Linked DNA regions of Mus musculus: regions 1, 3, 4 and 5 are each linked to region 2. Evidence: chromatin contacts called from public HiChIP or PLAC-seq and promoter capture Hi-C data. All regions are on one chromosome and are shown on one strand. Each heading gives the region's core, a stretch centred on a gene start, on an enhancer-like site or on the middle of the called end of the contact. The rest is flanking DNA. Distances are from core to core; before and after follow the strand shown.

Region 1 (4,916 bases), core at 1,895-4,394, 600 kb before region 2:
CAAGACCATCAACTCAGTGGCTAGCCCATTCCAGCCTCCCTCCATTCCTGTGACTGCATCCCACTTTGAACAGCCCCTCTCCTGTGGGTGACAGTTCCAGTTGCTCTACTTCACCTTAAAATCATCACTGGGACCATTCCTGCACCTTCTACTTTAACCATTAACACTGTCACAGGTCTCTCTCCTGCCTTCCTGATAAAAACCCTTCCTCTCCTGCCTAGCTCCAAGTAGCTCCCTTTGTCCCCAGCTGTTCTCTTAATCCTGGGAGGACAGAGAGCGAAGGGGAAGGTGGTGACCCAGCCCAGCCACCAGATGGCTGCCTACTTTGGATTTAAGAAAAGGTCTACCTACATTCAGTATAAGCAGGGCCTGTCCTCAATGGAGTTCTTCCTTGATCCCACCTTCCACCATGTTGGCTCTGGGGCTTGAACCCAGGCCAGCAGAGGCTCAGCAGCAATCTCACTAGCCCCTCCCCCAAACAATCTTAGCCAATCGACAGCTGGAGTGGTAGCCCAGGCTGTGATACTGTATGTAACACAGGCAGGCCAGGCTAAGGGCAGGCTCTGGAAAAAAAAAAGAAAGCCTTAACCTTAACTGTGACACAGTTTGGTGGCCTCACCATGTGCCAAGTGGCTCTGCCCCTCCTCAACAGCCCCTCCCCCCCAAAATGTTACAAATGAAGAGTGTGCAGACTAGAATTAGACTGACTCAGGAGCCCTGATCTCCATTAAGGTTTTCTCTCCTAAACGAGACCTGACTGGGATTTTTCTTTTTTTTTAAACTTTTCTTTATGTAAGTAGTTAGCTGTCTTCAGACACATCAGAAGAGGACATCAGACTCCATTACACATGGTTGTGAGCCACCATGTGGTTGCTGGGAATGGAACTCAGGACCTCTGGAAGAGCAGTCAGTGCTCTTACTCACTGAGCCATCTCTCCAGCTTGTGTCAAGAAGAGTTTTATTGTGTTGTTTAGGCTGGCCTGAAACTCTGGGGATAAAACAATTGCCATGCTTCCACACCTGGCTTCTGACTAACATTGAGTCCTCGTCACACTTTTCTCAGGCCTTACTCCAGATTCACAGAATCAAGGATTCCAGGAATCGCCCACCCTACGTCCAATGCCTTCTGATGACTCATTCTAGCCTTTGAGGTCAAGACCTAGCCCAGCCATACGGCTTGGTCCTGGATGGTTGGCCAGGTTTCCCTGGCGTTCCTGGAGACAGTATGGCTTGTCAGCACCAGGTTGTCAGCCAGTCTCACTGAAGGGGACACAGAGGACCTGTTCCGGTTTGTTGCTGTCCAGGAAATGGCTTTTATTTTTCTTTTTTGTTTTTTTTCAAGACAGGGTTTCTCTGTGTAGCCCTGGCTGTCCTGGAACTCACTCTGGCCTCGAACTCAGAAATCTGCCTGCCTCTGCCTCCCAAGTGCTGGGATTAAAGGCGTGCACCACCATGCCCAGCTGAAATGGCTTTTCAAAGGCGAGCATTTTCCATACGCGGAGCCAGCGAAGTCTTGGCTACACGAGAAGAGTGTGGGATACCACAGCAGGCCTGAGCATCGAGCGCCCAGGATGGCAAAGGTGGTAGCTGTCCTGCCCAGGTGCCCCACCTCAGGGTGGGGATAGATATCCTGTGTGCCAAAGGTATATCCTGTGATGGCCAGCCTCTTTTTCATGTCCCAGGGAGCCACAGGCAGGCAGGGCAGAAGGAACAGCTTTGTCAACCACCATCTCCCACGAGAGCTGGGCAATAGTCACCAATCCCAAGTCCCCAGACCCTCAGGCCGGCTGTCCATTGAGCTTCCTCCTGTTTCTTCCCCTAAAGCTTTCCTCTCGTTCTCATTAAATCTGCACCTCCTGGAAACCAAGCTACTCTTGTGATCGTCCCGCTCACCACCGAAAAGATGGCCAAGGCCCATGGTTCGCACAGCCCTGCCCAGGGCAGCAGGAAAAAGCCTCCACGACCAGTGGAGAAGGGAATCAAGGAGGTGAAGTCACACATGCCAGTCACTCAGAGAAGGTAGAGCCCGGATCCTCTGGAGTGACGGCAGAAGGGAAAAGCCAGCAATGGAGTCTGAGTGGAAGCTGTAACTTTGCCCAGTTGGCTTCTGTTATTTGTGACAGGGTCTTACACGGTAGCTTAGGCTGTGGTGGAACTATATCTCAGGCTGGCCCCAAGCCTCTGGAGACCCTCCTGCCTCAGCTGCCCAAGTGCTGAGATTACATGTAAGTATGCTGTGCCACCGAGTCACACTCTACCCATCAGGTTGTAGAGTCCTTGTCCCAAATGCATGAAATCCTAGGTTCGAGCCCCAGCTCTGAATAAAACTGATATTCATGACAGAAATCTATAATGTTAGCACTCACTCAGGAGGTGGGGGCAAGAAGGTTAGATGTTCAAGGTCATCCTGAGCTACACAGAGAGTTCAAGACCACTTAGAAAAAATGAGGAGGACCCCCCCTTCTCTTTTTTTCGAGACAGGGTTTCTCTGTGTAGCCCTGGCTGTCCTGGAACTCACTCTGTAGACCAGGCTGGCCTCAAACTCAGAAATCCACCTGCCTCTGCCTCCGAAGTGCTGGGATTAAAGGCGTGCGCCACCACGCCCGGCTGAGGAGGACCCTTTCTCAACAACAACCACCACCCCCAAAACAAAACCTAAAGTCAACCAACCAAACAAGAGAAACAGAAATGATGGGGTCTCTCCTGCTAAGTGCAAGGCACCCTTCCTGCTTCAGGTTTCTGAGTAGGGAGTGGCACATGTGTGCTACTGGGCCTGACAAAAGTCCCCTTACCGCCCATCTCCTGTGAGGGAGACCCTATGTCAGGGACGCCTGAGGTTTTGGGGGCCGAGGACATTAACAGGGTGCTTTCGAACCCTGAAAGTCTTAGAAAGTGAAACCTCACAAGGCAGAGCTGCCCACGCCCTCCTTCCTGTAACTGCTGAGACGTCACTGCCCCAGAAGAAACGTCGCAGGAAAGCAGTCAGACTAGAGAGAGCCTGTGGGACAGACATCTACTCCCGGGTTGGAGTCTTGGGGGTCCCGCCACGGTCACAAGATCCGTACTCACATTTAGCAGGGTAGCTGGCTGCTGCAGGCCACAGGTCAGGAATTTCCCTCACCAACACTTGGGATGACTTCCCTAATGGGCTGGGCAGGCAGGGGCGGAGCTTGTGTATTTAAAGGGCCCTGCAACTGGATCTTTTGCTCCTCCAGGCTGCACTGAAGTCACCACAGCTGGGGGCAGTTTCTGAATCAGTGCTAACTGGCGGGTCTGGACCGAGACTAGGAAATCAGAGGATGCAGCAGTAAGGGTGGGGGTGGGGGATGGTGGCTGGCTGAGCCTCTGCCTCTTCTGGCTTCAATATTACAGTGTGGAGGAACACAGCTCTGCCTCTGCCCAAGTGAGAATGCGTGCTTGGGTTGAGCTGCAGTCTCTCCTCTGAGAAGATCACCCGGCATCTTTTTTTTTTTTTGGTTTTTCGAGACAGGGTTTCTGTGTAGCCCTGGCTGTCCTGGAGCTCACTCTGTAAACCAGGCTGGCCTCGAACTCAGAAATCCGCCTGCCTCTGCCTCCTGAGTGCTGGGATTAAAGGCGTGCGCCACCACGCCCAACTCATCGGGCATCTTTTATTAGATTTAGCACATCCAGCTCAAAACTGCGAACAGACACTAAACAGAACACACAGGCACTCTCCTGAGAGGCACTGCGCTGGGAGCCTGAGGCCTTCCCCATTACAAGTTCCCCAGAGCCTGGGTTGGGAAAGGCTGGCCATGCCCAGCACAAAACAGTCTGCACCTGTAGGCAGGAGCAGCACCAGTCAGTACTTCCGCTGTCTGGGAAAGAGACTGTTTCCTGAGGATCGGAGTGGAGGGCTGGTGGGGCTGGGGCCCTCTGAGTCTAAGCTGAAGAGGTCTCTCCCGGTCCGGAGGATTTGCTCCTCTAGTTTCTTATGGCGCTTCATGTCTGAGAGGACCTTATCCAGACGCGCCTCCCGTTTCTGGCTCCGGGCTGAGCTTCCTAAGATGGTAGAAAACATGACAGCATTGAGACGTGAGCCCTCCAAGTGCCCACACTTAGAGATCTTGTTAAATACTCCCTTCTTAGGCCTCAGGGGCACAGAGGAGCTAATGTTTAGGTTTGGGCCACACACAGGATGGCTGGTATTAGACTAAGATACCCATAATGCAATGGCTGGGGAACATAACCATCATGTGCAAAGGTCCTGGGGCAGGGGTAGAGGCCAGAAAACTTAAGACTCTCCGTGGACATGCTCTTCCTCTCTGGAATGGAATCCTCGGGAGTAGTACAAGCTGAGGAAAGACGGGACCTCACTTAAAAGGACTCCTCTGGTTGACAATGGTGGATCTGTACAAGCGGAGCTAATGCAACTTGCTGTTGGCTTGGCCGGCTGCGAGAGAGCTCCAGAATGATTCTAAAAGCATATTCTAGGAAGGCCCACAGGCTGGGATGTCAGGTCAGCTCTGGGCATGAACATAGTACTTCAGAGATGTGTTCAACAAACTTTGAACTTCTGGGAAGGTCTGCGGGGTCCCTGATAGGAAAGTATGGCACTGACCTAAGCCAGAACTATGCTGCTACTGTGTGAATGCTACTGTATGAATGCTCCGTCCCACTGCTGGTCAAGATGATGGCTGAAACCAGCCAAGGCCTCAGACCAGCCCACTTGTGGGCGGGGTAACTAGGGGAGGCCCTTTACCTCCCCTCAGTTCTTCCCTCTCATCCGTACCTGGTGTCCGTCTCCTGTCAATCAGTGAGTCCTTTGGTGTCATTGGCTCATCATCAAAGTCAAATTCTGTAGGCATGTGCGGCCTGAAACAGGGTGGACAGAAAGCCAAGGTTGAGAGAAGCACTCCCTAACACCCGCTGGCACACCCCAGCCCGCCGCCTCATCC
Region 2 (4,756 bases), core at 2,188-4,687:
TCGGCACTCGCCACACTTGTAGGGCTTCTCCCCGGTGTGGGAGCGCTGGTGCTTGATGAGGTTGGTGCTTTGTGTGAAGGCTTTCTCGCACTCCGTGCACTTGTAGGGCTTCTCGCCCGTGTGCGTGCGCTGGTGCTGCACTAGATTGGAGCTCCAGCTGAAGCACTTGCCACAGTCGGGGCACTTGTAAGGCTTCTCGCCTGTGTGTGTGCGCTGGTGCTGCACCAGGTGCGAGCTCTGCGTGAAGCTCTTGCCGCACTCTGAGCACGTGTTGGGCCGCTCCCCCGTGTGGATTCGCTGGTGCCGCAGCAGTTTGGACCACTGGCTAAAGCTCTTGCCACACTCGTTGCAGATGTATGGCTTCTCGGCCCCAGATGGGCGTCCCTGCACCAGCTCCCGCAGGCTGGGTTCACTGGCAGTGACTACAGGTGTGCTGTTCCAGGGGGTGAGGGTTCCCCACTGCCAATTGGTCTCACAGGCCTTGGTCCACTCTGACGGGGAAGGGACTACCTCGGGGGCTGATGGGTCCATAGGGGTCTGGTGATCTAAGGGGGAAGAACCCAGGGGGGTTGGGGAATCCTGAGGGGCTGAGGCATCCTGGGAGGGGCTCTCCAGGGGCATCTCTGATGGGTCCTTGGATTCTGGACTCTGAGCCGGATCTCCCAGGATGATCTCCTCCCCAGAACTTTCCTGCTGAGGGCTCTCCTCTTCGTTCCCACTTCCAGCACCTACAGACAGAAAGGGAGTCTCCAGCCCCCATCTCCTTTCAGAACATGGGGTCTGGTCTCTCTTCCCTCCCCTGTGACTGCCCACAGTCCCTTGTGCCCCTCACCTCTATGAGCCTCATTCTGGCTCTCTTCAGGACCCTGCAGATCCGGGCCCCACAGCACCGTCTCAGGCTCCATCCCACGGCTGCAGACTGTGAAGGTTCCAGGGTCTCTGGTGGGGAGAGATGGGTACACAATGGGACCAGGTTTAGTGCTTTTCTTTGTGCTCCCACTTGTGTGACTCTCGGGGACCTGCCGCCACTCACTTCTCCGACACCATTTCTCACTGAGCCCCTTAGTCTCAAAGGCCTGGTTCCAAATACTGCAAATCTTCCAGATTGCAATGAAGCAAGTCGGTGAATGGAGAGGCAATGGAAACCCCATCGTCATAACCCTCTGTACCTGCACTGAAGGCTGGAGCGCTATCCAACATTCAGATGGGAGGCAGGCTTTCACCCCACACATCTGATGCCCAGAGGCCTGGAAACGTGTTATTTTGCAAATCAGAGGAAGCTCATTAAGACTCCAATTTTCTTCCTTTATGGGACTGCTAATTGAGAGCAATAAACTTTTCCCTTATGAGCCCCAGAGAGAACTGAGACTGACTCTTTTTAAGGGGTTAAAAAAAAAAGTTTCCCTGAAGGGACAACTACTCACAAAGAGTGGGGGCAGTTTGCCATTCTCCAAGCACAGAGGATAGCCTATGGGTGGGAAGGGGAGTCTGAAGTCAGGGGCTCCTACAGGAGACGAAGGCAAGGAAAAGGGGAGCCTGACTCGGTGGCATACTTGGGAGATGGAAACCAGAGGATCAGAAGGTCAAGGTCAAGGTCAGTCCCAGCTACCCGAGACCTTGTCTCAAACAAAATGAAGGAGAAAGGACAAGCAAGGAGGGGAGGGAAGCAAGTGTGTAGAGAGCATAGGTGACTACCAGGTGTCTTCTTCCTTTCACTGCCTTGAGAGACTTAAGAGTCATTTGTCCATTTTACAGATTAGTAAGTAGACACTGGGGGAAATGTCTCCAAGGCCCCAAGGCGGGAAGTAACAGGGCTAAGACCACAAATTCCGCGTTCTGTGTTTGGCTTGCCCTGTGGCATGGGTTGACCTTGACAGTCACATGAGACTCCTACTTGTGGTCTCCTGGCAGGAGAGGAGGAGAGCTCGGAAGCCCGAGAATGAGCCAGAAAAGTGCAGGGAAGCCCAGTTCCCTCGGCTGCAAAAGTCAGACCCAGTGAGGAGGTCTGAGAGGCTGCGTCTCTGAGCTCTAGGTACGGATGTCCCCAAAGCCACCCAGACACACACCTGGGGACCCATCCTTCTGCCTTATTCTTTTTGTTGATGCTTCATCACACACCTAGGACAAGTACCCAGTAAAAACTCTGCTGGAGGACTGAGTGAGCTGGACACCTCATGCTCCCAGAAAGCCAGCCTATCTTGTTCAGTGTCTTTTAAGATCAGTTTGCAGATCGATGTCAGAAAAGTGACATAAGTTCGTCAGAGTGAGCCCCCAGGGGAAGGAGTCATATCTGTCACTCAAAATCCCGGGGGTGATCCCCAGGAGAGAGAACAGGGCTGCAGGAGGGCGCTGACATCTAACGGAATCCCTGGAATAATCTACCCTCGGGGTGACAGTGTGCATAGGTACTTTGTGCACAGGGACAAAGAGGACAAAGCTCACCAAGAGGTAGCTGGGGTGTGAAGCAGGTGAAGCAATGGACAGCTGACCAACTGCTAATGCAGCCGAGAAGTGAGTTAGCCATCCCCTATCTCTAAGTGTTTTTAGGGAGAGATGGGGGCCCCCCGGAGAGGAGAAGGTTACCCTGCTGAGCTGACCGAGAACAGGTAGGAGCTTAGATACTTGGACAGAGAAACTTAAAACTCAAGGGCCTACCGTAGAAGGGAAAGAGTTAATAACCAGGCCACATGCAAGAAGTAGCAAAGACTGCGAGGCGACTACTACTGGGAACCAGCCCAGGCCCAAGAGCGCCAGCCTCCTGCCCCGGACGACCCCCAGAGGACCGAGGCGGGAAGGACTGCCGGAGACGGCTGCCTTCCCGCGGAGGTGCGCGCGGCCCAGGGTGACCCTGACCAGGAGGCAGCGGGACCGCCCTCGACGCCGCCCCCCGCACCCCGGCGGACCAAGACTTGAGCGCCTCCGGCCGGGAGCACCCACCCTGTCCCCGGCTCCCAAAGCCCAGGCGAGCCGCCGGCGTTCCCTCCCCGCCGCGGACGCCCAGGCTGCCCGGCTCCGGGAGAGCGGCGGCCGCCTCGCCGCCCCCGGCCGGACTCGCTCTCTGGGCGCGCGCGCCTCCCCTCCCCCACGGCGGTCCCCGCGCGGTTCTCACAATCCCCCGGCCGCCGTCCCCCGCCGCCCCGGGCCCGGCCTGCGCCCCTCGCCCGTCGCCGCCTCCTTGGCCCTATTGTTCCCCGGCGGCTGTCCCGGGCCTCCAGGCCACCCCGGGAACCCAGGCGGCCCCAACTCACGGCTCTGGGGTCTGGGAAAAGCCGAAAGGCAGAGGCCAGCCCCAGGGGACTTAACCCCTTAAGTGCCCTGCCTCGGGGGACGGGCTAGATGCCGGGAACTCTAGGGTCCTTCTCAAGGGGTGATTCCAGGCTGAGGACCCGGGGACCAGTTCAGGGTGACTGGGACGGAGCAGGAAGTGACCCCAGCTTCCCGGGCCCCTCTAGCCTGGAGTCAGAACATCAGCTCTATGGGATTTAACCCTTTGCCTCCCACAGCCTGGGAAAAAATGAGGGGGTGGGTATGGAAGCAAGGAGGTGGCTGATGACGCCCCTCTCCCAGTGTCTAGTGGAATCACGGAAGATCAGCTTTTGGGGGAGCTCAGAGGCCGGCGAAGGTCTTCGGATTTCTGGCCATTCTCTCCAAAGACTCTGCCAGCCGCTCAGTTAAGCTGATCTCAGATTCGGCCGCCGCGGGTCCCCTGAGACCCGCCTTTGTTTGGACTCACCCAGGACTGGGGCTGGTATGCCTGGGTTGGTGATTAGGAGGTGAAAGCAAAGGTTGGGTGGGCTGACCTAGCGGTAAGAGCAGAAGCTAATGGGCCAGGCAAGGCTACCCAGCGCTACGGACCCTCTTACCCACCTCTCACCCCCCCACCGGTGGTCAGGTCTCCCTGGAGGAAGAAACTGACAAGGTAGGCAAGCATTACCCCTTCCCAGCAGCTCGGTGGTAAGGTATGCAACTCACTGCAGGGCAATCCTTCCATAAACTTAGGGAGCAAGAAGTAGTGGTGAATTCCTGTAATTCCGTTGCTTGGGAGACAGAGGCAGGAGGACCTGAAGGTTCAAAATATTCGTGGCCCACATAGCTCCAGGCTACCTAGCGAGACCCTGTTTCTAAACAAGGAACCTCACAGGGCTCCCAAACTGTTCCTGCTTGTGTCTCATTTTCTCCCCACCACATCCTGAGAGAGGACTTAGAATCATCCCCATTTTACAAGGCAAATTAATCAAGACATGAGATGTGAGGTAAAGTTCGAGGCCACAGTTTTCAATGAACCCAGGTGTGAGGAGACCAGAGTTGAACAATTGAACATTCTACCCTCAAAAAGTTCCATAGTAGCTAAGCACACCACCTGTAATCTTCAGCCATTAGTAGGCTGAGGCAGGAGAATCAAGAGTTGGACTTCAGGATCAGCCTGGGATGCACAATAGGACTCGTTTCAAACCTTAAATAAATAAATAAATAAATAAATAAATAAATAAATAAATAAATAAATTCCAAGCCCTGTATGGGAGTGAATAGCTGTGACTCTAGCACTGCAAGCTGACACAGGAAAATCACCATGAATTAAGACCAACCTAGGTGAATATATACTGGCTGGGTCAAACCCCCCTCCCCCACACATGTAGCAGATGTATATAGCTCGGTCTTCATGTGAGTCCTCCACAGCTGGATCAGGGGTTGTCTCTACAGCTTTTGCCAGCCTGTGGATTTTGTTCCCCTAACTGGGCTGCCTTGTCTGGTCTCA
Region 3 (4,499 bases), core at 1,126-3,625, 840 kb before region 2:
TTGGGGGGGGCACACCCCACACTTCCTGTCGAGGTCACAGGGTGTGGTTGCAGGACTCAGTCCTCTCCTTCCATCCTGTGGTTCCTGGGGATCTAGCGCAGCTCCTCAGGTGACTTTACCTGCTGAGTCATGTCACTGGCCCCTGTGTGTGTTTGTGTTTGATTTGTTTTGTAGTACTGGGAATCAAACCCAGGGCTTTGCACATAAGAGGCCAGGGTTAAACCATTGAGCAACAGCCCCAGCTCTTGGATTGTTTGTCACAGGTCTCATACAGCCCAGGCTGGCCCTTGAACTCCCTGTGTAACACAAGGTATCTTTGCATTCCTTTCCCTTCTATCTCGGTGCTATAAAAACAAACATTGTACCACCACACTAAGAGCTTTACTTTTGTTTTTATTGAATTCCTTGTTTGTTTTGAGACAATGTTTCACTGTCAACTCTGGCTGGCCTAAAACTTACTATATAGACCTGGCCTAAAACTTGCAGAGATCCACCTACCTCTGCATCCTGAGTTCTGAGACTGTTCAACTGCAAGTTCATGTAATTACATGGTTTATGTATTTGTTTTTGAGGCAGAGGCTTACTAGCTAACCCCAGCGGGCTGCTACTCTGTGTAGCCCAGATGGCCTCCCAAGTGCAGAGTTACAAACATGCATGGCCACACTTGGCTCCAAGATCCTATACCTAAGTTTTGACAGGAGCTGTGTTTAATAACCAATTTGGAAATTTCTAAAAAAGATAACCATCAGCTCCAGGACACCCGGTTCTGGGAGGTCTGTGCAGAAGGAGGGGCTGCCACCTCCTGGACGCGAAAGGAAGCTTGGGGTTGGTGTTTGGAAACTAACTTGTTTTCTTCCTCTGTTCAGGTGCTATTTTGGTGCCTTAATGAAGAATCGGATTTTGAAGTGGCCTTCAGCTTGGGAGCCAATGGCGTCATGACCGATTACCCCACAGCCCTGAGACACTACCTGGACAAGCAGGAAGAAGAGACCCAGCCTCCTCAGCCTGAGGCCCTGTCCTGTCTTTCTCTTAAAAAATAAATATTTTCTTGTCAGTAACATAGTTCATGGAACAAGGGGTTGGAGGGTCGATTCGGGAGGCTAAAAAGATGGCATTAGCGGCTGGGGATGGAAGTTGGTGGTAGAAGGCTTGCATACCATGAATGCAGCTCAGAGTTTACTGCAAGCAAGTGCACATAGCATCTTAGGAGAGATCAAGAAAGCCTGTGGTGAGCTAGGCCTAGGCTTTAACCTCAGTACTTGGAAGGCAGAGGCAGGTGGATTTCTGTGAGTTATAATGCCAGGGCTACAAAGTGAGACTCTGCCCACTGACACCCCTGCAAATAAAAGCCTGGGGGTGTCAGTAGGCTGGCCCACTTGTTCCACTACATTCCAGACCCAGCAGAGTGGCACCACACCCTGTGCCAGCTTGGCCTCCACTCTAAAGCATGCTAGCCCAAGCGTCCTGGACCTAGACTCTAGAGATTCAGAGATGAGTGGTTGTCCTGAAACCATTAAGAGACCCAGGCATATGCAAGGGACGGAATTTCCTCATGTTACTGATGTTGGGCACCTTATGTGCTGAGCTGTACTGCAGCAGGCAGGCATGGATTAGCTCGCAGGCTCTCCCACAGTACCTGCTGTCCACTTTCTGATCTCCAACATTGGAGTTCATTTAATAAATATTCCCAGTGCAGCACTTTTCAAGCCTGCCTGGTTCCTGGGACTCTGCAGTGAACACAAGTCTAAGTATACCAGACACACGATTAAACAGACATTTTCACTGGGGTCAGACCTACAGAAACCTCGAGGTCAGGCATACCAGAGAATGCCTGGAGCAGATGATGCTCAGCAGTAGAGATTTTTAAAGCGTTGGTTCCTGGGAGTCTAATAGAAGGACACCTTTAGTTCCCTTCTAACAATCTGTTCCACGTGCTTGGGAAAAGTGTGAATTCCAACTTTGACTCTTACCATCTGGATAATCTCTGGAGAGGATCTCTTCTCCAAGCCTCAGGAAACTGGTCAAATGGAGACAGTGGTCTGTGGATAAACGAAGACAATTACGACTATTTCCCAGGGGTTTGCATACAGATAACACGCTCTTATTAGCCCCATGCCGGGTTAGGATCCTTGTCTCTGAGCACCCGAGATAGCAGAGCAGCAGAGGTGCAATCACGCCCGGGTTAGCCTCTGGGTTAGGCTGCAAGTCGTAGCCGCATTTCCGGGCGAGACGGCTAGCGGGAGCCCGGAGCAGGGGGAAGGGCAGCCCAGCCTGCGCTGGCCGCCGTATGACGCGCCCCCTCATTTGCATGAGGCGCTCCGATTGGCCACGAAGGCCGCCGGGACAGGAGGCCGGCCCCCTCCCCCTCCCGCCGCAGCCGCGGCAGCAGCTGGTCTCGGTGTAAACAAGTCGAGGCGGCTGTGAACCGGGCCGGGGGGGACGGCGCCCATCAGGAGCGCCCCCCACTCCCAGGCCAGGCCACCCCGCGGACCGGGCCCTCCACGCGCCCAGGCGAGGTGAGGCCTGGACCGACGTCTCTGCGCGTTGCCCCGCGCCCCCGCCCCGCAAGCGAGGACTGCCCCTTCCCCCGCGCACGCCCCCATCCCCTCGCCCCAGGTGAGCCCCGGGGTCTCAGGTAAGGCTTGGCGATGCAGGTAAGATTCCCCTCGGCGGAGATGAGGCTCAGCGCCTGCAGGTAAAAACCCCTCCTCTCTCTAGGGGACCCTCTTCCTTTGGGGAGGCCTGCCTCCTCCAGGTGAGAGACCCTTTCCCCAAGCGAACTCCATATACCCCACATTTGCCCTATCACTAGTCCAACTAGGGTCCCAAGGACCAGTCAGTTTCTGCCCCCCCCCCCCATTCCTCAAAACTGAAAACTGGCAGCCCATCCACTCTGAAGCCCCTTCTTCACGTTTCAGATGCCAGTTCAGATGCCAGCTCAGCAGGGGTGAGGCCAGAAGCTGGTGGGTGACTCACCTAGAGCTCCTCCTAGCCTCAGTTTACCCGCTGATGCAACCTGAGGCCTCCTCAGTGAGTCAAAACTGAGATGACTCTGGTCCCTGGTGAGACTGCTGGCTCTAGGGAAAGGAGAGAGCAGCCAAGTGTGACAGAGTCCCCATAGTTCTGGGCTTGTCTACATGTGTGTGGCCTTAGTCCTGATCGTCCACCTCTCCTTCCTGGCAGGCACTGGGCTCCCTCTGCTCCCCGTGGGCCGCTCCCCGCGTGGGGCCACTGCCCTTGGCCCCCGCCATGGTGCGGATTTCAAAGCCCAAGACGTTTCAGGCCTACTTGGATGACTGTCACCGGAGGTATAGCTGTGCCCACTGCCGTGCTCACCTGGCCAACCACGACGACCTCATCTCCAAGGTAAGCAGGTCACATTTTAGTCTAGAATGGCAATGGGCTGCCTGGCAACTCCCCACCAATAGCCCTAACCCCCTCCTCTCGTCTCCCCACTACCCTCCAGTCCTTCCAGGGCAGTCAGGGACGTGCCTACCTCTTCAACTCTGTGTGAGTATTCATCTCCTTCCTTTCTTTTCCTGACCTCTGTTGTGACCTGTGACTCCCTGGTATGCTGATATTCCCAGAGTCCCTTGTTTCTGACAGGAAGCCATGATCAGGCTCCTCTTAGAGGCTAAGACCAGACACTTAACATACTAGCTAGAGGGTGGCTCTGGGCTGCTGAGACCCTCCCTGGGACTACCCTTTGTCCCCACAGAGTGAATGTGGGCTGCGGGCCAGCAGAAGAGCGGGTGCTGCTGACAGGTCTTCATGCTGTCGCTGACATCCACTGTGAGAACTGCAAGACCACTTTGGGCTGGAAATATGTGAGTTTGAGATCTCTGACCCTAGGCTGGCCTTTGACCTAACCTCATCCCTTCTTCCTTAAAAGTATCTGCCTTTGCCTTTCAGAGTACCAGTGGCCCAGCACAAACTGGCTTTCTTTCCCCAGTGACTGGCGTTTGTCCATTGCAGGGCTTTGAGGGTGTTCTCTTCCCTCGAAGGATTTGCACCCCTGTCCTAGATGATTAGCATCATGTAGAATCACCATTTATCAATTGCTTATCTGCCATGCATGTGAACACATGGCACATAGTCTCTCGATCATTACAGCTATTCTGGTGGCAGAGTCTGTTCCAGAAGACAAGGAGGTCTGAAGATGCTAGGACATTTGCCCAAGATCACACAACTAAGACTCTGTAGCAATGTGGAAACTAGGTCCCCAGATCTCTGCATAGCTCCTGTCACTTCTGATGCTGTCTAGCATCTGATTTCACAACCTCAAGTCTCATTTCCTTACCTGGCATGGGAGCATAAAGCCACTACCTGGCACAGAATATCATTGTGAGAGTCAGATTACACGTAACAAAGTTATTCCTTATACACTTGAGGATAGCATAGGGAATTGGGCACTTGGCATGTTTCTAGAAGCTGGATGCCCCATTGCAAAGACAGTCCTAATCTTACTTTACCTCTGACCCTGCCACAGATTTCCTGTG
Region 4 (4,766 bases), core at 2,001-4,500, 620 kb after region 2:
AATTTAAACAAACATAGACATGACTAGACAAATGTTTGGCATTTCTGGCCTAGATCTGGTCACATACTTGGGTAATGGTTATCTGTTGGGTCAAGCCCATACCCCCTGCTTTTGAGAACTGTTTCTAAGTTTAGTCAGGTAAGTTTGTTGCTGTTGTTTTTCCTGCAATTAGAGAGTAGGTCCAGTGATACATGCTATAATGTGAGACGTAAGCTTTCAGTTTCCCCAAGAGAATTTGCTTCCATGCTAACCTGTACCATATGCCTAACACATATATGCAGGTATAGGTATAACACCCACTCAATTTAACAGAGCCAAAGACCAAATAGTAAGCAGCATAAACAGAACCAAACCATAACAACTATTTATTGAGTGCCAACTATAGATGTGCTATACTCAGATTTTCAACTCAAACCCAGGGGTTGTGTTTTTTGAAGTACTGTTGATGGAAACACATCAAGAATTTCTCTAATTACTTACTCCTGCTTGGAGTAAGTTTCCCCTACACAGTTTAAAGAGCCAGAGCTGTTCATGCCTTTCAGATTTGCTCCAGGTGACACCCCATCTCCAATGCCAGCATCATTCACTCTATTACTGTTGCGGTGCCTTTATTAGAAAATAGACTACTCCAGGAGTGTCTAGTTCATTTCGGCAATCTTAGAAACTGATCCATGAGTTTCCATGATGTTTTCTGAATGATACAATAAACAAGACCCCAGATTTGAGAACTGAGGCTTACTAAGCCATTCCCCTAACCAGGCACTTCATGAAAGTTGGTATATCCATGGAATAGTCACAGCCTGGTTGAGGTACACTGCATATTTCACAGATGAAGAAACTGAGAGCCAGAAAAAGAAATGAGTCACACAACTAGAGACAAACCCAGTCACTTAGAAACTGAGGCTGGGTAACCTGATTCTCTTCCTCTTTTAGCCTCTTATTCTATACAGACACAGCAAGCTTGATAAACGGCAGCAAAACTGGAGGGCAGGGGATCCAGATTCTGCAGTTAAGGATGGATGGACTGTCACAAAAGATTGAGGAGACACTTGTATGCATGTGGTGCAGACAAGGGCACCTCTCGGGAAAACAAGCAGTCTCTTATTGCTTGGACTCTGCTCAAAGACTATGTGGTGCTCTGGGAAACCCTGTGCTCCCATATAGGATAATGTTAGCAGTAGAAATACATTTGTGTGGGCAACCTCCTCTATATCAGACAGAAAGGCCACACTGAATCTCCAAAGTCCAGAAGTTTTCACTATTCTTCCACTGATGGAGGAAGGAAAGGGCGTGAGGGGGGCAGGGGGATTTTCAAGGGAAGGGACTGAAGACTAGAAAAGAACGAGATGACAAATCTTGGGCCTTTGCCCCTGCCTAGAAATACCATAAAGTATCCTGAACTCAACATCTATTTCTTTGTTTCTACCTCAACCTCTAGCACCCTAGTGTAAGCAGTAGAGAGAGTTAATGAGTGGTGAAGAGTTCCTCAAATGGTTTCTTACACCCAGAGTTTATGTAACAATCCCAAGGTCAAATTCTCCGGTCCTTTTGCCAAGACATAGCCTTTGATCATCCCCTTTGGTCCTCCTCCAACCTCTGGCTACTGTAGTCCTCACATGGACTTTGCCTGGTTTGTAATCCTCTTCCTCCAGAGAAAAAGGAGTTGTTGCTTTTGTCATGGTTAGCCTATCTGCAGCTGGGGCAGGAGCTATGTGGTTTTGGGCATCTAAAAACTTTTGTCTAGCTAATGGAGATTCTGAATGAAATCTCAGAAAACAGGACTTTTGTGTGTGCATGTGTGTGTGTTTAAATCTTGTTTCTCTGAAGGCAGACACAGCTCTAGTGCTGTTCGTCTAGCCTGTGGCTCAACCCAGATGCCATTTGTGAACCCCATTAGTGGCCCTTAGTTAAGTCACCTTCGGGACGTAGAAAAAAAGAAAAAAAAAAAAAAAAAAACTAACAACACTCTGGTCCCTTCATTGAAGCCAGGGATAACTGCAGAAACTCTCATCTTGGAACACCCATTGATGTTAGACAAGGCTAAGCGTTATGGGCAAAGGCTTGCCTTATTAAGGGGCAGATGGAGGTCTTCTTGCTCATGTGGGTCACCTGGTAGAAGAGCAAGTGGGAAATCTGACTGCAGCTCTTGACAAACCTGCAAATGAAAGGCCTTTGCTTGTGTGCATAGGCTGGTGTCCACAAAAATACTAGCTGCAATCAGGAAACTTCTAGGGTTTCTTGCCCATGTGTGAACATTGATGGAACTGTGGTGTGAGATTTTTGCCACATTCTGGAAAGGTCATTTGCTCAAGTGGATGCGCTGGTGTTCAGTGAACATGGTGATCTCACTAAAGCCACGACCACATTCAAGACACCTGAAGGGCGGTTCTCCATTGTGAGTGCGCTGGTGCCGTAGGCAGTTTGAGCTGTTGGTGAAGTTCTTGCCACACTCACAGCAATTGTAGGGCTTCTCACCCGTGTGTGAACGCTGGTGTTCTAGCAGATAGGAACTTCGCCCAAAGCTGTCTCCGCACCAGGCACAGAAGTAGGGTTTCTCGCCTGTGTGACAGCGCTGGTGCTGTAAAAGGTTAGAGCTCAGGCTGAAACTCTTGCCACAGAGGCCACAGCGGTAGGGTTTCTCACCAGTGTGAGTTCGCTGGTGCTGGATCAGGTTGGAGCTAACCCTGAAAGTCTTTCCACACTCAGCACACGCATAGGGCTTTTCCCCAGTGTGCACCCGCTGGTGTTTTGCTAGGTCTGCACTGCGACCAAAGGCCTCTCCGCACTCCATGCACTTGTGCGGCCGGAGACCTGAGTGAGAACGACGGTGTTTAGTGAGATTAGAGCTGAGGCTGAAGCAACGGCCACATTCTGGGCAGGGGTATGGTTTTTCACCACTGTGAACTCGGTAATGCTTAACCAGATCTGAGCCACGCCGGAAGCTTTTGTCACACTCTGGACAGCTGTAAGGGCGGTCACACCCATGGCTGCTTTGATGGTGAATGAGATCAGAGAGACTGGGTACAGCCAACCCACAATCCCTACACTTGAAAGCTTTGGGGACTGCAGGATCACTGGTCTTGACAAAGGTTTCTTCCTTGGGGCCAGAGCCTGACCTACATAAGTACTGCTGGTCCAGCATTTTTTCCACGGGGGCTGGTTGTTCCGGCCGCGCCAGGAGGGGGCGCTCATGTAGCGCGGTCTCGCGATCCAGGGGCGACCTGGGGGCTCCCGGGAATTTTGACGTCCGGTTCTCCAGCAGCTTAGCCCCATCTAGATTCTCCCTGGTCACTTCTGGAGCCGCAAGTTCCATTGCGGCCGAAAAGCGCTCGGTTTCCTAAATGCCACCCGTTTAACTCATCAGCACAGTTGGAGAACGGGGCACTGGAGGCTTGGAGGCCGGTACCGGAAACGGAAAGGTCCCCAAGCCCGAGAGACTCTAGGAAGTGGCAGCGAACTTTCCCGGTAGGTTTAACTCTTTCATTCGCTTGGCGAGACCTTTCTGTCGGGAACTTAGCACTTTTGAAACGGCTTGGGGTTCTGCGAGTCTGTCAGTCCGGCTTTCGGAGCCATTGATCACCGCGCTTTGAGGGTTGCCAATCAAGTCTGAACGTCGCCGACAAGGACGTACCGGGAGCGAAGTGGCTAAGTCACGTTGGGGAGCACAGGACAGCACTAAGACTCCACCGCGGGGCGTCTGATCCTAGGAGCAACAGTTCACTCTTCGGCCCCGGGAGGAGTTTCTCACCCACTTAAACTGCACTAAGCTTGGCGCCGACTACATATCCCAGCATGCACCGCACGCGCCTCTTACTTTCCCACAGATAAATACCATTCTCGCCATGTCTTCTGCGACTGTGCAAGTACCGGAGTTCCAGAATCTAGAACTTGAACTTCCGACTCGCAAGATAACTGCGGCGGCGCTATTCCGAGGAGCAGCCTGGCCACGCCCCCCTCTTCCAGTTCCGCTCTCTCAGAGTACCGGCGAGACGCGGGGCGGAGCCTGAGGCCCGGGCCAAGATGGCGGCTGCGAGACCGGCCCTTACGGACTCGCTCTCGTTTTGCCTCGCGCAGCTCACGGCGGCGGCCGGGGAGGGGCCAGGTGGGGGAAAGGACCCAGCTACCAACGAGACACCCCTGGGCCGCGCGCTCTTAGCTCTTCGCACGCGCCACATCAAGGCGGCAGAGGGGATTGAGCGCTTCCGGGCACGCGGCGGGCTCCGCCCCCTTCTCGCCCTGCTCCGCCGAACGGCTGCTGCGGGCCCCGCCCCGTCCCAAGCAGCCTCTGGCTCCGCCCCTTCGTCGGTTGCGTCAGCTGGTTCTACCCCTGGCCACGCCCCCGCTGCCGAGTCGCTCTTGACGCCTTCGTTGCCAATGCGCCTGCGCAAGACGCTGGATTTGGCGCTCAGCATTCTAGCCAACTGCTGTACAGAAGGGGCGTGCCGGGCCGAAGTGCGGAGACTTGGAGGCATTCTCCCTTTGGGTAAGTGCTCCGCCCCCATTTCTTAGAAAGGTTCCAACCCACAGTATCTGCGCTGCCCTTCCATTATGCCAGGCCTCTGAGTACATGCTTTGTGATGGTGCAGCGCCACTCATCTCCTCAGGTGTGATGCTATGTGACGTCACTGCTCTCTCCATAAATTAGACCTGGACCTGCCCAGACCAGAAGTAGATACTGACTCCTGCCTCACTTTTGAGCAAGTGGCTTATACTTTGTTTTTGGTGCTTCTCGGGGACAGTACCCGTCCCTGTGCAAGGCTTCACAT
Region 5 (4,736 bases), core at 417-2,916, 790 kb before region 2:
TGGTTGTCCTGGAAGCCCCAGGGCTCTGCCTCCTCTGTCTCCTGTGCACCCCAGGGCTCTGCCTCCTCTGCCTCCTGTCACCACTGTCTTTGGATTTTCCTGAAGTGAAGCAAACATAAGCTTGAAATCCTACTTTACTAATAATGAACATAGCTATGTTATCTTGACACTTTAATAAACCCTCTAAGCCTTGGTTTCTCCTTCCTCAACCCCTAGAAGACTTAAGAAGCATTGACATAAACCATGCTCAGTCTGTAGTAAGACCTGGGAAAGTGGACCTCTTCCCCTGTGGTTTCCAGGTCTACGAAGGTCTCTAATAGTAGCCCCAACTCCTGCGGGTGTCAAGACTTCCCTCAGCCACTCCCACAGACTGCCACTAGAGGGCAGCACAAAATAGCGAATTGGCCCCTTCCTCTAGGGCGCAGAGGGAGTAGGCTGTGGGCTGGAAAGGTCAGTTGTCAGTAGATAAGTAGGCTCATCTCAGGGTCAGTGAGAAACTCAAGCTACAGTGAGGTGTCAGTCCCCATGATATACAAGTCTGAAGGACAGATGGGTTTGGGAAAGGCCAGGCTCTAAGAGGCCATGTGAGAGTGAGCATTAGTAGTTGTGTGCTAGGCCTAAATTACCCTGGCCAAAGCACGGGGCTGCTCTTCCCCTTGGATTAAAGGAGGAAGTTGAGTCAGCCAGCCACCAGGCTCTTCTGTGTAAGCAGGACTGTTCTGAGGAGTGGCCGAGGACAGGGAACCAAGGCAACAAGGAAAAGGGGACTCCAGGAGGCCATTGGCCTGAGGGAGGGGCCCCGGCTTCCATAACTCCACTGGGTTTTCCAGGCAGCAAGCACCCTCTGCTCTTCAAGCCCACCTTCTAACCCTCTCTCCCAGGCGAGCACTTCCTCTGTCGCCCAAGCTGGCTACCAGGAGTGATCCTCCTGCTCCTGGAGTGCCACCAGGTCTACATGACTGCTTCCTGTCTCCCAGTGCCCTGGTGCTAGCCATCAAAGCCATGCTGGAGGGCTCTGACAGCCAGCCATCTCTTCCCACTTAGCTCTGTTCCTGTCACATCTTAACTTTCTGATCTTGGGGAACCTTGGCTCCCACCTCAGGGCTATCCCCTGACCTCTGAAGAGCATAGGAGCATAGATTTCCCCCTGGGCTGTCACAATAGTGAGCCACACTCCTGAGGGAGTGACTCGTTGTGGTGCGAGTCGGAGTGCAAGCGAGGTGACTGATGTAGTTTCCACTCCCTCTGACTGGAGAGGCGGACGGGCGGGGTGGAGGGGGCTGTGGGTCTGAAGGACACCGTGAAATGGCTTGTTCCTATCTGTGCCTTCAGGGAACACACCATCTACTCAGGCTGCTTTCTTCAGGAAATCTTCTTGGCTGGAGTGAGCACCCCTAAGCTGAGATCCCTGCAGGCCACTGAGGGACACCCATTTATGTTTATAAGCACCAGCAGAAGGAAATGCCAGACATTTTTAAAGTGCTGACAGGAAAGGCGGCTCAGTACTCCTGCTAGGTGGAGGTGTCCGGGGGGGGGGGGGGGTTTAAGAGAAGAGCCATCCTTTCCCTAAGCCCTTGTCCCCAGCAGCCCCCTGCACTGCAGCTCCTGTCTCTTTAAGGGCCTCCCCCTCCCTCTTTCCTTGTCCCCCCCCATCTCTGTCGCAGCCGCTGCTGTGGCTCAGAGCTGCATGGGAGACAACGCTGCTGCAGGTCCGGTTTCTTGGTGTCTGGTCGGTGCCATCATTTCCCTCCCCCTCTCCCACCCTCCCCAAGCTGGTGGCTTCCCCTCCCCCTCCCCCTCCTCACAGAGGGGGCAGGGGGCTGGGCACCAACTCTATAATGCCATGTGCGGTGTCTGCACAGGGCAGCGGGGCTCTAGCGGCAGCAGCAGGAGGAGGTGGTAGCCTGTGGTGGCGGGAGAGCGGTGTTGACTGGTGACCGCTTGCCCAGCTGCGCCTCCGCTCCGCTCCGCTCCGTCCTTTCCTCCCTCCCTTTTTTCAGGGCTGGCACCACCGTCCCCCACCCCGCCTCCTTGGGCCCTCCCAGCCTCTCCACGTAAGCCCCCCCCCCACCTGCCGCGGTTCTCCCTCCCCTCCCCCACTGCATCTTCCTCCTCCTGTCCCCTCTCCCTCTTGGTCCTCTCATCAAGTCCTCCCTTGGTAGTCTCTCCCCATCCTCTCACCAGCGCTCTGTCGTCCCCCCCCCCCCCCCGCCACCTAGCTAGCCCTTTCTTTCTGTGTCCCCAATCTCATTGAAGTCCCTTTCTCCCTTGCCCTGAACTGGTCCTCTTGTCCCATCCTGTCCCCGCCCTGGCCCCTTTGTGCCTCCCCCTCCCTCTTTCTCTCTCCCTTTCTGGCTTGGCAATCCCTTCTTCACCTCCAACTCCCTCCCTCAATTTGGCCTTCCTGTCCCTTCTGGACCCTCTGGTCTCCCTGCCCGGGTTCAAGTCACCATGCTTACCCCAATGGTGGCTGGGGGGGTGGTGTTCCCCGGACTCTTCCTCCTATCCAAGAACACGCTCCAGAGGCTGCCCCAGCTGCGCTGGGAGGAGGCCGACGCAGTCATTGTCTCCGCCAGGTAAATGGCATGCCTTCCCCGAGAGTTCAGCCCCTCTCTCTCCAACAGGCTTCATGGGGAAGGGACCCCAGCACGCCCCTGGGCTCAGTAGTGGTGGGTAGGTTACATCCAAGCTTCCTTCCCTCCTTGGACCTCATTGAAACCCAGCCATCTGGACTACTATTGAGCTTGAGCTTGCTTCCCTTAGCACCTTCCTATCCTCCCTCTAAAGCAGGGCAGCATGTGACTAAACAGTCCCACAAGACACCCAGGAGCAAGCCAAGGGGCAAGACTGTGTTTTTCAGGGCTAGTGTTTGGGGGTCAAGGTGTAGAAAAGTAGACAGTGAAACTTGTATATCTCTAGAATAGGGCCGCCAGGAAGAGGGCCATGGTAAGAATCAGGAAAATAGTGGGAAAGTGTGTGTGTGGGGGGGGGGGGGGCTGGGGTCACTGGGGCCAGTGACTCTAAGTATGAGCCTCATGGTGTCTGGGTGCAGGGACAACTGGGACTCCCTTAGCCCTCATGGGTCCCTTCCCTCCCTCCCCAGGGAGAGAGAGCTCACTGTTAGGCACTGGCTCACCTCAGGACGCCTCCCTGGTGTCCTGGGAAGAAGATGATTCCACTGGCACAAACTAGGAATGAAGAAGGCTGGGAGAGGCGGGAACTGAGGATGGAAGCTAAGCGCAGCTTGGCTGAAAGTGATGGTGGGAAAGCCTGGCTTAGGTGGAGGCTGATGTGGAATCCTGAGGGGTAGGGTTTCCACAACACAGAGACGGGAGACGCACACCTGATTGTCACTCCTTCCTCTGTCTTCCTAGGTTGGTGTCCTCTGTCCAAGCCATCATGGCCTCCACAGCTGGCTACATAGTCTCCACTTCCTGCAAGCACATCATAGATGACCAGTGAGTGCCTCAGGACCACCCCGCCCAGGTCCCAGCGGTCTGTATGTGGGACCTGGGATCCCCCAGATCTGTAGTGGTCCCTAAACTCGGGATCAAGAAAGTTCATGTGATTGCTGCAACTCAATACCAAGGATAAATTTATCCTGTCCTGTCTTAAAGGTCAGGAGCAAGGAAGCAGGGGTAGGAGATCAAAGGAAATCCTCAGAGCAGTTCCTGGTCAGCTTCCTGGCTCTTGTCTTAGGTTCTGAACGCCAGCCATGTCTTCTCCAACTCTTGCATCGCTCCTACTCTGTTCCTATCCAGCCCCTTACTGTCTCCTCACCATGTCGGCTCACCCCTCCACTCCTTCTGGAATCCATGACGAGCCTCAGCACGGGTCCAGGGCAGAAGAGAAAGGGATGACACAGCAAGGCCACAGAGGGTCAGGCCGTGGGGGTTGGGGGTGAAGAGGCCAAAAATTGGCACTAGCAGCTACTGCAGTATTTGGTGCTGCCAAAAAGGCCCAGGCCTGAGCAGTGGCTCCGAGGAGGGTGAAGGGGACACGGGCCCTGTCCGTGGTGCTGATCTGCACTTTTTTTTTTCCCCTGCTCACCGTGGGCAAATTTGCTGTGAGCCCAGGATGCCCTTCCTCAACTCATGACTTCTGGCTCTAATGCCCTTCTGTAGTGTCCTTTGGGCCTCAGGGGACATCATCTGGGTGACCCTGGTCTCCATCCACCTTCTGGTGTATGTTTGTCTCTTCTTTTCCTATGGGAGAATTCTCTCCTCCTAGGACTTATAGTGAGATCACACTCCTCCCCAGAACAGCTCTGCAGGGAGGAGCTGAGTGTGTTAAGTGCCTAGAACAATTCTTGGCTCCATCGTATTGAGGCTCACCTCTTAGGATCCTTTGCCATGTGACTTCCCCTTGCTCTCTCCCAACCACTTCCCCAGCTAAAGGGTCCCAGAGAAGCTTGGTGCCGGACACCTCCTTCTCACCTATTCTTAGCTAGAGGTCACCTTTTGGCTCTTGCATTCCCAACCTCAAGTCCGTTCTTGGCCTTGTTCCACCTTTAATCCTTAGGTAGGTGGGAGGATCAGGGTTAATCCAGGGGCAACAGCTGTCCTTCCTTCTGAGCACCTAACTGCTGAGAGAGCAGGCATGGAATCTAACCCCTCACTTGTCAACCAAGGGCTGAGTCCCTTCTAGTTCTTCACATCCCAGAGTCCTATGGCTTCCATCCCTCAACGCATCCCTAGGCACGCTCTGAGCCTTCCCTGAGCACGGTTGGGTCCTGT

Evidence for each region. Promoter capture Hi-C pulls out the DNA fragments that hold promoters and counts their contacts. HiChIP or PLAC-seq counts read pairs in DNA pulled down with a chosen protein or histone mark.
Region 1: a promoter capture Hi-C map of liver shows a contact between it and region 2, with 2.2 times the contacts expected there. The contact joins the promoter of Mvp here to the promoter of Zfp629 in region 2. A contact is called at or near these places in 3 of 39 promoter capture datasets (cranial neural crest and liver), 1 of 115 datasets of contacts at active chromatin or transcription factors (pancreatic cancer cells) and 1 of 9 other capture datasets (liver).
Region 3: a contact with region 2 is called in an HNF4G HiChIP or PLAC-seq map of pancreatic cancer cells. The contact joins the promoter of Ypel3 here to the promoter of Zfp629 in region 2. A contact is called at or near these places in 2 of 39 promoter capture datasets (cranial neural crest and pre-B cells) and 1 of 115 datasets of contacts at active chromatin or transcription factors (pancreatic cancer cells).
Region 4: a contact with region 2 is called in a promoter capture Hi-C map of liver, with 2.3 times the contacts expected there. The contact joins the promoter of Armc5 here to the promoter of Zfp629 in region 2.
Region 5: a contact with region 2 is called in a promoter capture Hi-C map of pre-B cells. The contact joins the promoter of Tlcd3b here to the promoter of Zfp629 in region 2. A contact is called at or near these places in 5 of 39 promoter capture datasets (cranial neural crest, liver, neutrophils and 1 more) and 2 of 9 other capture datasets (liver and pancreatic islet).

What each region holds. Positions count from the first base shown.
Region 1 is chr7:127,011,450-127,016,365 of GRCm38.p6, forward strand. Mvp (major vault protein) reads right to left here and starts at 3,145. Exons shown (of 15, transcript NM_080638.3): 1 at 3,070-3,145. The coding sequence starts at 3,071. Pagr1a (PAXIP1 associated glutamate rich protein 1A) reads right to left here. Exons shown (of 3, transcript NM_030240.1): 2 at 4,751-4,833; 3 at 3,602-4,020. The coding sequence ends at 3,821.
Region 2 is chr7:127,611,835-127,616,590 of GRCm38.p6, forward strand. Zfp629 (zinc finger protein 629) reads right to left here and starts at 3,438. Exons shown (of 3, transcript NM_001362196.1): 1 at 3,249-3,438; 2 at 833-939; 3 at 1-728. The coding sequence starts at 905.
Region 3 is chr7:126,774,588-126,779,086 of GRCm38.p6, forward strand. Ypel3 (yippee like 3) reads left to right here and starts at 2,376. Exons shown (of 5, transcript NM_025347.3): 1 at 2,376-2,516; 2 at 3,184-3,366; 3 at 3,467-3,510; 4 at 3,719-3,827. The coding sequence starts at 3,250. Gdpd3 (glycerophosphodiester phosphodiesterase domain containing 3) reads left to right here. Exons shown (of 10, transcript NM_024228.2): 10 at 867-1,058. The coding sequence ends at 1,040.
Region 4 is chr7:128,234,107-128,238,872 of GRCm38.p6, forward strand. Armc5 (armadillo repeat containing 5) reads left to right here and starts at 3,251. Exons shown (of 6, transcript NM_146205.2): 1 at 3,251-4,483. The coding sequence starts at 4,021. It overlaps 9130023H24Rik (RIKEN cDNA 9130023H24 gene), which reads right to left and starts at 3,925. Exons shown (of 1, transcript NM_177001.3): 1 at 345-3,925. The coding sequence starts at 3,313. The coding sequence ends at 2,300.
Region 5 is chr7:126,821,637-126,826,372 of GRCm38.p6, forward strand. It overlaps Tlcd3b (TLC domain containing 3B), which reads left to right and starts at 1,667. Exons shown (of 5, transcript NM_029978.1): 1 at 1,667-2,576; 2 at 3,375-3,458. The coding sequence starts at 2,452.